2 separate regions of the Mus musculus genome follow, and region 1 is linked to region 2. Evidence: chromatin contacts called from public promoter capture Hi-C data. All regions are on one chromosome and are shown on one strand. The core of a region is the stretch at or near the end of the contact, and the rest is flanking DNA. Distances in the headings are between cores, read along the strand shown. Region 1 holds the start of Olfr1495 (olfactory receptor 1495). Region 2 holds the start of A330040F15Rik (RIKEN cDNA A330040F15 gene).

Region 1 (4,170 bases), core at 1,179-3,678, 1.2 Mb before region 2:
GGTGGGTCTCGGACCAAGATGGCGACCGCTGCTGCTGTGGCTTAGGCCGCCTCCCCAGCCGGGTGGGCACCTGTCCTCTGGTCCGGAAGGTGGCCGGCTGTCCCCGGCCCACACAGGGTGCTGCCTCAGCGCCTCTGTGCTTCCGCCTGTTCCAGAAGCTGTCAGGTTCTCTGGCGCACCCTCTCACCTGTTCAGACTAATTTCCTAAGTTCGGCGGGTCCCGGACCAAGATCACAGTGAGTCTTTTGGGTGTCTGCAAATGTACCTCATTAATTTTTATATGCATATAAAAATGTGTATTTTCTATAACAATGTTCTATGTTCATGTGAGGCTTTATTGAGAGTATGTAAGCTTTAATTTTAAGTAACTGAGAAAGAAAAATGAAGCCTCCTCTTATAAACTAAGGTATAACCATGTACTGAGTCATGAAGTATAATTTGAAAACAGAGTCAACATGAATTCTTATTTATTTATTTATTTATTTATTTAACTGTTTATTTTATTTATTTACATCTCAAATGTCCCACTTCCTGGTTTCTCCTCTGCAAAATCCTCATTCCAATTAAATTTTCTCTTTGCCTCTATAAGGCACCCCACCCAACCTATTCCTCCCTCACCACTCTAGCATGCACTTACACTGCGGTATCCAGCCTCCACAAAGCCAAGGGCCTCCCCTCCCACTGATACCAGATAAGGCCACCCTTTGCTCCATATGTAGTTGGAGGTGAACAGGAGGAAGATTAGATCTGGGGAAGGTAAGAGTGGTGTCAGGAAGGAGTGGAGAGAAGGAAAACAGAGGTTGGGATGCATTGCATTAAAGATAAATAGATAAGTAAATAAAACCATTACCAGGAAAAATATACAAAATGGAGGAAACAACAGAAATAAAAAATTTTAATGTCCTAATTCACTTTTATATAGTTACTTAGCATGTACACTTAAAACTAATTTCTTCTGATTTTTGGAGAGTTGGTTTAGTGGTTAATAGCACTTGCTACTCTTGCAGAAATTCATGTCTTATTCTGAGATTATAAAAAGAAAGAAAATGAAAAATGGTGGAAAGAAAGAAATGCATTTATTGAAATGGAAAAATGAAGACAATTGATGAATTATCTAAACTATGCTTCTGCATGCCAAGGTGTCTAAGAGACAATAATATATAGAGAATAATATATAGCTTTATGAATTTTCCTTACTGAAAAATACCTCCTCAGCAGGCAGTATTTACAAAGACATCGATGTATCATCAAGAAATGTATTACTTGTGTCTGATGCAATTGCTATAGGTGAACATAGAAAATTTAAACTTAAATTATATTCACAGCACTTTGAAAAATTAGGGCAGATGAACACATGGTGGACATAGAAAAAATAACCAAGAGCCAAACTTAAAAGGAAAATAAGTTTTCTTAATTGTTTTTCATTTAGAGCTGATTGTCATAGATACTCTACTCCACACCCAAAATATCAACTAGTGTCAGAAGCTGGTACATGGAAGAAAGAGTTCCTCAAAGCATCTTTGATATCTTTATTCCTGAGGGTGTAAATCAGAGGGTTTAGTAATGGAGTACCAAAGATATAAACCAGGGCAATTTGGCGATCCTCATCCTCTGAGGTGCTGGAGCGGGGTCTCAGGTACACTAGGCTACAACAGCCATATTGTAGCAAAACCACAGTGAGATGGGAGGAACAGGTGGAGAATGCCCTCTGGCGTCCCTCTGCAGAATGCATGCGTAGAATGGTAGAAGCAATGAACACATAAGAGATGAAAATGAGCAGGAATGGGACTGTCAGAACTAGGATACTAACTACATAGAGGACTGCCTGGTTCACATGGATGTCAGCACAGGCCAGGCGCATAATAGGAGCCACATCACAGAGGAAGTGGTTGATTTCAAGGCGGTGTCTACAGAACGGCAATGTGAAAGTAAAGGCAGTAAGCTCCAAGGAGAGAAGAAGTGCCAAGCTCAAAGAGCCTATTACCATCTGGACACACAGTTTCTGGGTCATGATGAGGTTGTAGTGTAGTGGGTGACAGATGGCCACATATCTGTCATAAGCCATGACCGTCAAGAGAAAACAATCCGTGCAGCCAAAGACAGAGAAAAAGAACATTTGTGTCCCACAACCAGCCAGTGATATGGGTTTTTGGTCTCCAAAGATGTTGGAAAGAATCAAGGGCACCACATCTGTGATGTAGCAGATTTCCACAAATGACAGACTGCCCAGGAAGAAGTACATGGGAGTGTGCAGGGAGCTGTGGTTGCACACCACCCAGATAATGGTGGTATTGCCACAGAGGATCATCAAGTAGAGAAGGAAGAAGAGGGTGAAGAGGATTGCTTGAAATTCCGGAACATTGGTTAAGACACGGAACACGAACTCTGGTGGACCAGATTTGTTGAAGAAAGGGTTTCTATCCACCATGTCTTCTGAAAAAAAAAAAAAGCCAATGATTGATGGCTTATATGAAGGGTAGAGAGGCCAATTCTGAGTTTTGATTAGGGATTGCCTATTTAGTATTCTGTTTTCAAGTACAATGGTGAAAATACATTCATAATAAAAGCCTCGCATGGTTTTCTCTGGACGCCTTCATTAATTGGGCAGTGGCCTAGAAATTCTCATTGCAAGCTATGACAATCAGTTTTCCTTTTGATACAACCTATCATGTGGTCATTTAAATTCCATTGACATGAGCTAATACTTTGCTTGTATTTTATTGTATTTAATTAAATAGGTATAACTGTAGATATTTGAAAATTAAGTCAGTGAAAACTCTGGCCAACTTTTTGGCTAAGCGTTGCTATTAGAATACAACATATACACGGAAAATTTCTAAAAAATCCAAGTAAGTAATTTTTGAGATGGACAATGAATATTCCAGTATAAAAATTGTCAACATTAAGAAATGAAACGATTTCAATAACTTAAAAATATCCTTTATATTTTCCTGTCTTTATTTTTCATGAGTAACTACTCTTGACCTTTATCAAATTAGCTTAACTGTGCTTCAATTTATGAATGCAATTATAAGGCATGTAATTTATTGTTCCTGTCTAAATGGAATTGAAACAAATCCAAAACAAAGGTTCTGAGTTGCTGAATGACTAATCAGAATGTGTGACTCACAGTAGAGAAGTTGTAATTAAAAATAATATGCTTTGCACCAATAATAGTTCTTGCAGGTGCCTGTTGAGCTATTAGGGCAAAATGTAATTAAGTCTTCCCTGCTGTGGACCCTATGAGCTACAATAATAACCAGTGGTCTGGCATGATCTGCTTACTAGTGCAATAGTGACCCTAATGCTATAGGAGTAACCAGCCACATTATACTTGGATTTAAGATGTACTCAACTGGAGGAGAATGTGGTGTCTGGTAGAAATAAATTATTTAAAAACTCCCTGGATGGATTCCATTAAGTGACCCAAAATTTCATGGCTTGATAGGTTTAAGACATTCAACTTTTCAAATTTTTGTTATCTAGTAATGCATACAAACTCACAGACTACATCTATTACTTCCAATATTTTATAGTTTTCTCCGTATCTATTCTCAGAGACCACATTAACCCTTTGTATATGATGATTTCTGCGTGTTCAGTTAACTTCATTTGAAAGAGAATGTGTGAAATACTCAGCTCTGGACTTTACTAGTTTAACTACCATTTACACTAGTGGTACATGTAAAGTCAAGAATGTCCAGTGTTTTGACTCTCATATGCAATCTCAAATAAATTTTATTTAAGATACACTGAATTAGGTTGTAAAATTTCAGGACCTTTAAATTTCCTTTAAAGCCAGACAATATTCAATGGCTTCTTCCATATATTATAAAATAATCACTTAAAACTCACATAGATTGTGGCTTTTCTTTGCCTAATGGCTATCTATTTATATATGCTTATCATATCCAACATGCAACACTAAAGAACTTGAGATGAATTTAGCTAATCAATAGATAGTAGACAGCATAACAATTAAACTATTAATGTCCTCTTGAACTGGCATGATGGATTAATGATGAGAAAGTCATTGATTTTATAACTACTCCTTTGTTGCAGATTGATAATACCAATCCAGAAACACTGTATATAAAAAACACTGTATATAAGTGTTCTTCTAAACATGAGAGAATCAGGAAACCACAGAATTCTCTAAGTATTCTCTAA
Region 2 (4,273 bases), core at 285-2,784:
CTACTTCTGCAACACTTTCTTTCCCTCTTTGTGCACTCTTTTCTGATTCCAGAGCCTACAGTCAAGGAATTCACCCCAACTTACATACGACAGACAGACAGACAGACAGACAGACAGACAGACTTTATAGGCTAGGCTCCACATGTGAGAGATGTGCTGTCTGTCTAAATCTGGAGGGTTTTTTTTTCTAATTCCCATATTCATTCATTTTTCTGTAAGTTATGTGATTTCATTTTTCTTTACAGCTGAATAAATACCATTTATATATGTGCCACGTTTTCCTTATCCATTCATCTGTTGGCTCCATTTGGGCTGGTTCCATTTCTTTGCTATTTTGAATAGAAAACCAATAAATGTGGATGTGCAGGTATCTCTGTGGTAGAATACACACACACACACACACACACACTCACACACACACACATACACACACTCACACACTCAGAAGTATATCTGGATCATAGGGAAGTTCTGTTTTTTTAATTTTTAGAAATGTATACTAATTTATATAATGGCTGTACTAGGTTACATTACCTCAACAGCACTGCTGTCTCTTTTCTTTATCTTAGTAATTGTCACTAGGGGAAGATGGAATCCAAAACGTAGCTTCAATTTTCACTCAGCTGGTAACTAAGAATGCTGAACGCCTTTTTAATCTCTGGTGTCCATATGTGGTCCTACTTTTGCGAACGGTATCTTCCATTCATTGGCTGATTTATTGACTAGCTATTTTGAAGTTTAATTACTGCAGTTCTTTATATATTCTAGACGCCCAGCCCCTGTCTGAGGCATAGCTGGCAAAGACATTCTCCACTCTGCAGGCTGTTGGAGAATGTTGCAGAATGTTCACTCTGTCCTGTCCTCTGTGGACAAAGGGAGGAGCCTCTCTGCCAGGCATTCCGGAGCCCAGTCCTCCGGTTCTTCTCTCCACCACATCCAGATGCTCCAGCTCTGGAATCCCTGGCTCCAATCTCTCTTCCCAGTAATTTTCCAGCACTTTTCACACACTAGACTGTAACTAGACACTGAGGAACCCTACGGCTTCCCAAATCTTACATCCAGGAGTTGTCAGTGGGAAGGGGGGGTCCATAGAAGAGGGCCAGATTCAGCCAGGTTGAAGGGAGGGGGAGGTGTACGGCAGCCCCAAAGGTGCTTGAGGCAAAGCAAAGTCAGCTGAGGTGTGAGCAGTAAAAGGGCTCCAGCAGTATCTTGCTGAAGACCCCGCATTCCTTGGGAACTGCAAAGTCCTAGAATTCCTGCACTAAGGGCCAGTAGGGGCTGGGGGTGGCGATGGGGGCATAAAGGGGTCTCCTGCAGCTAGGCCGAAGCTGGGTTTGTATAATCAAGACAATTTAAACTACTTGCCAGGACAAATACTTGAAGGTGGTCTTGGAATCCTGTGAGGATCTAAGGAAGGGAAACACCTGCCCTCAACACCTATCACGTGAGGACATCAGTAAGCAAAGCTAGTCACTGGGTGAGTCAGTGGACAGACCAGGGATTTGGATGGCTCACCCGTGTCTTGGCGGAACTGGTTCATGGACTGCAGGTCGATGATGTAGGGGGCAATCTGTCTCTCCACCTAGCCCAACACCACGCTGGCCCCGCGCGTGGACCAGCGCAGCACCGCCTTGAAGTGGTGTTTCACAGCAGGGCTGTAGGGACACCAGCCGCCATGATCGGTCAGCCATTCCTACACCACTAGGGTCCAAGGCTGAGGTCTGGAGCATGAAGTGCCCTGAGATGCTCCCTTCCCCGTCCTTGCACACCCGGCCTCGGGCGCCACCGCCTCCCGGGAAGCCTCAGCTGTGGTTCATGGGGGAGTCTGCAGTCGCTTAGGCACCGGGACGCGGACCCGTAGCTGCCCGCCTCCAACTGTGCTCCACCGCCCCTGTCGCTGCCGCTGCTCCGAGGGGTCCAGCGGCTTCATGCAAAAAACCTGACCCTGCACATTCGCCGCCCGCCTTGCAAAGCCACCCAGGGCGCACGGCCCAAGCGCGACGCAGCACCCGCCTCGCACCAGTTGAGCCTCGCTGGAGTTGCATGGTCACGCCCTCCGTCCTCTCTCCGCTGGGAGCCAGGCAACGGCGGTGGCACAGCTCCCTCCCTGGGGCTCCGCTCAGAGGCTTCCAGGTGTCTCCCCTCCCCGGAAGAACGCCAAGGTGAGCTCACGCCCGCGGATACTTCCCGGGTCCCCGGGTGTCCAAAAGCTCGCTTGCCATCCCGGTCCCAGGGGCCAACGCGGGGACTGAGGTTTGCAGCCACTAACTTCCTGTCTGTTTTCAGCTCAGCGCTGGCTGTATCCGCGGCCAGAGCTCCTACACTTGAGTCTCACCAGGGCTTTTGCTCGCACTGACATACACACACTGACGAACACACGCACGCTCAGCCCCACGCCTTCTTCTTCTGGCCTGCTATTACCTCATCCAGGCCTGAATCCTGGAGGTGTGTCAGATATGCAGAAGCCACGCCCTCTGTCAGTTTGCACCAGCATCTTAGAGCTTTCATGCTCTCTGCTGGTCAAACGTCACAGTTGTGACCACTGAAAGTCAGTGCCAAGGGATGCATGCGTTTATGGTATAAACTTTATGCTGTCTATGTAGAAATCAGAGCAGGCTGAAATATTGTACTGCCTTTTGAAAGTCAATATGAAACAAAGAAATAGACTCTTATACTCTGTACCCATTGGATGTTGTATATGTACATACATAAAATGGGTTTAATTAGAACTACCCCCAGACACTAATGACTATCAAATAAAAAGCCTAGTGCCAGGTGTGGGGCCAGGTGTGGGTTACCTTTTAAAGCTGCCCCACACAACCCCTCAAAGCATTACAGGCTATTCCACGGCTCTTGGTTACTGTCCAGAACTTGATAAGGGGTTAATACAGACGTCCCATTTAGGGCTGAGAACTCTGTATTATTCTCAACACTTTGAACAAGTAAGTATGAGTCTCTGTGTTGAATAATACCCATATTTTAAAGAAAGCTTCTGCCTAGGCCTATGGACATAAACATAAATATTGAGAAGGAATTTTGACACAAGACTGTTTAGGAATTAGCAGTGGCATCTTCTACTCTAGGATCTAGGAGCTCCCCAGCCATTGATTTGGAGCCAGTCTTCTAGTGTGGTTGTGCCGTTTCTCCCTTTGACCAAGCAATGTACTCAACATCTAGTCTCCTCATATCCATCACCATCACCATCGTCGTCGTCGTTGTCGTCCTCATCAGCATCATTGTGAGGAGGCACAAACTATAGTGTGTATGTGGAGAGGGAAGGACAACTTTGTAGAGTCAGTTCTTTTTTATCATTATGTGGGTCCTGGGCATTGAACTTGGGTTATTTGGTGTGTGGTAAGCTCTTTTAGCCACTGGGCCATTTTGTGAATCCTATTATCAGTATACTTTTTTTAGCGTTTCTATTAGGGGTGTCATGATATTTCTTGAGCTTTTAATGTGTGTGAACATGCCGTGTGTTAATAATAGTGATGCTTATTTAGTGTTTCCCTATGTGACTTCTTGATTTCTGCATCTTCTTTGTGAAATGTTTGTTCATGTGTTTGGCTACTTTTAAAATGAAGTGAGAACATTAAAAATATCCTCAATGAAAACTTTTGGATACTTGACTTGAAAATATCTTCTATCAAGCTGGAGGCTCTTTTCATCCTTAACAGGGTTTTTGTTTTTTACAACTTTCTGGCTTCCACTTTCTGTATTTAGTGTAAGAATTGCTTGACGGTCTTTTAGATTTGATGACTTTTCTGCTTTTCCTTATAAGGCTTATGATTTTACAATTTATACCTAGATATGTGGTACAATTTAAATTAATTATTATGTGGAAAATGATCCCTCCCTCCCTCCCTCCCTCCCTCCCTCCCTCCCTCCCTCCCTCCCTCCCTCCCTCCTTGCCTTTTCTTTCTGTTGGGACTTTGGGGACTTCTTGCTCCAGTGTGATTTATGAAAAAGTTTCATCTGAATTTCTTTGGTACCTTTGTCAAATACACCTGCAAATATTCCGTGAACCTATCCATTTTCAAAATCTCTCTATTCAATTCTATTTATATATGTGTTCGTCCCCTATCAGTAGTATATACTGTTGATTCACAAACTGTAATAATAAGCTAAGTTGGAATATTATAAGTAGGACACACTCAGAGTAAAAAACATTGTTTTAAATGTCAGATTCCAATTGCTAATTGCTGGTAAATAAGAATTTTTTGTTATTATCTGTTCACTCTACAGTTGCTTCAATTTTCACTCTGGTCTCAATATA

Evidence for each region. Promoter capture Hi-C pulls out the DNA fragments that hold promoters and counts their contacts.
Region 1: a contact with region 2 is called in a promoter capture Hi-C map of embryonic stem cells, with 6 times the contacts expected there. A contact is called at or near these places in 4 of 39 promoter capture datasets (the C10 cell line, embryonic stem cells and hippocampal neurons) and 1 of 9 other capture datasets (embryonic stem cells).

What each region holds. Positions count from the first base shown.
Region 1 is chr19:13,766,602-13,770,771 of GRCm38.p6, reverse strand. Olfr1495 (olfactory receptor 1495) reads right to left here and starts at 2,428. Exons shown (of 1, transcript NM_146344.1): 1 at 1,469-2,428. The coding sequence starts at 2,428. The coding sequence ends at 1,469.
Region 2 is chr19:12,593,827-12,598,099 of GRCm38.p6, reverse strand. It overlaps A330040F15Rik (RIKEN cDNA A330040F15 gene), which reads left to right and starts at 1,534. Exons shown (of 2, transcript NR_015503.1): 1 at 1,534-2,162.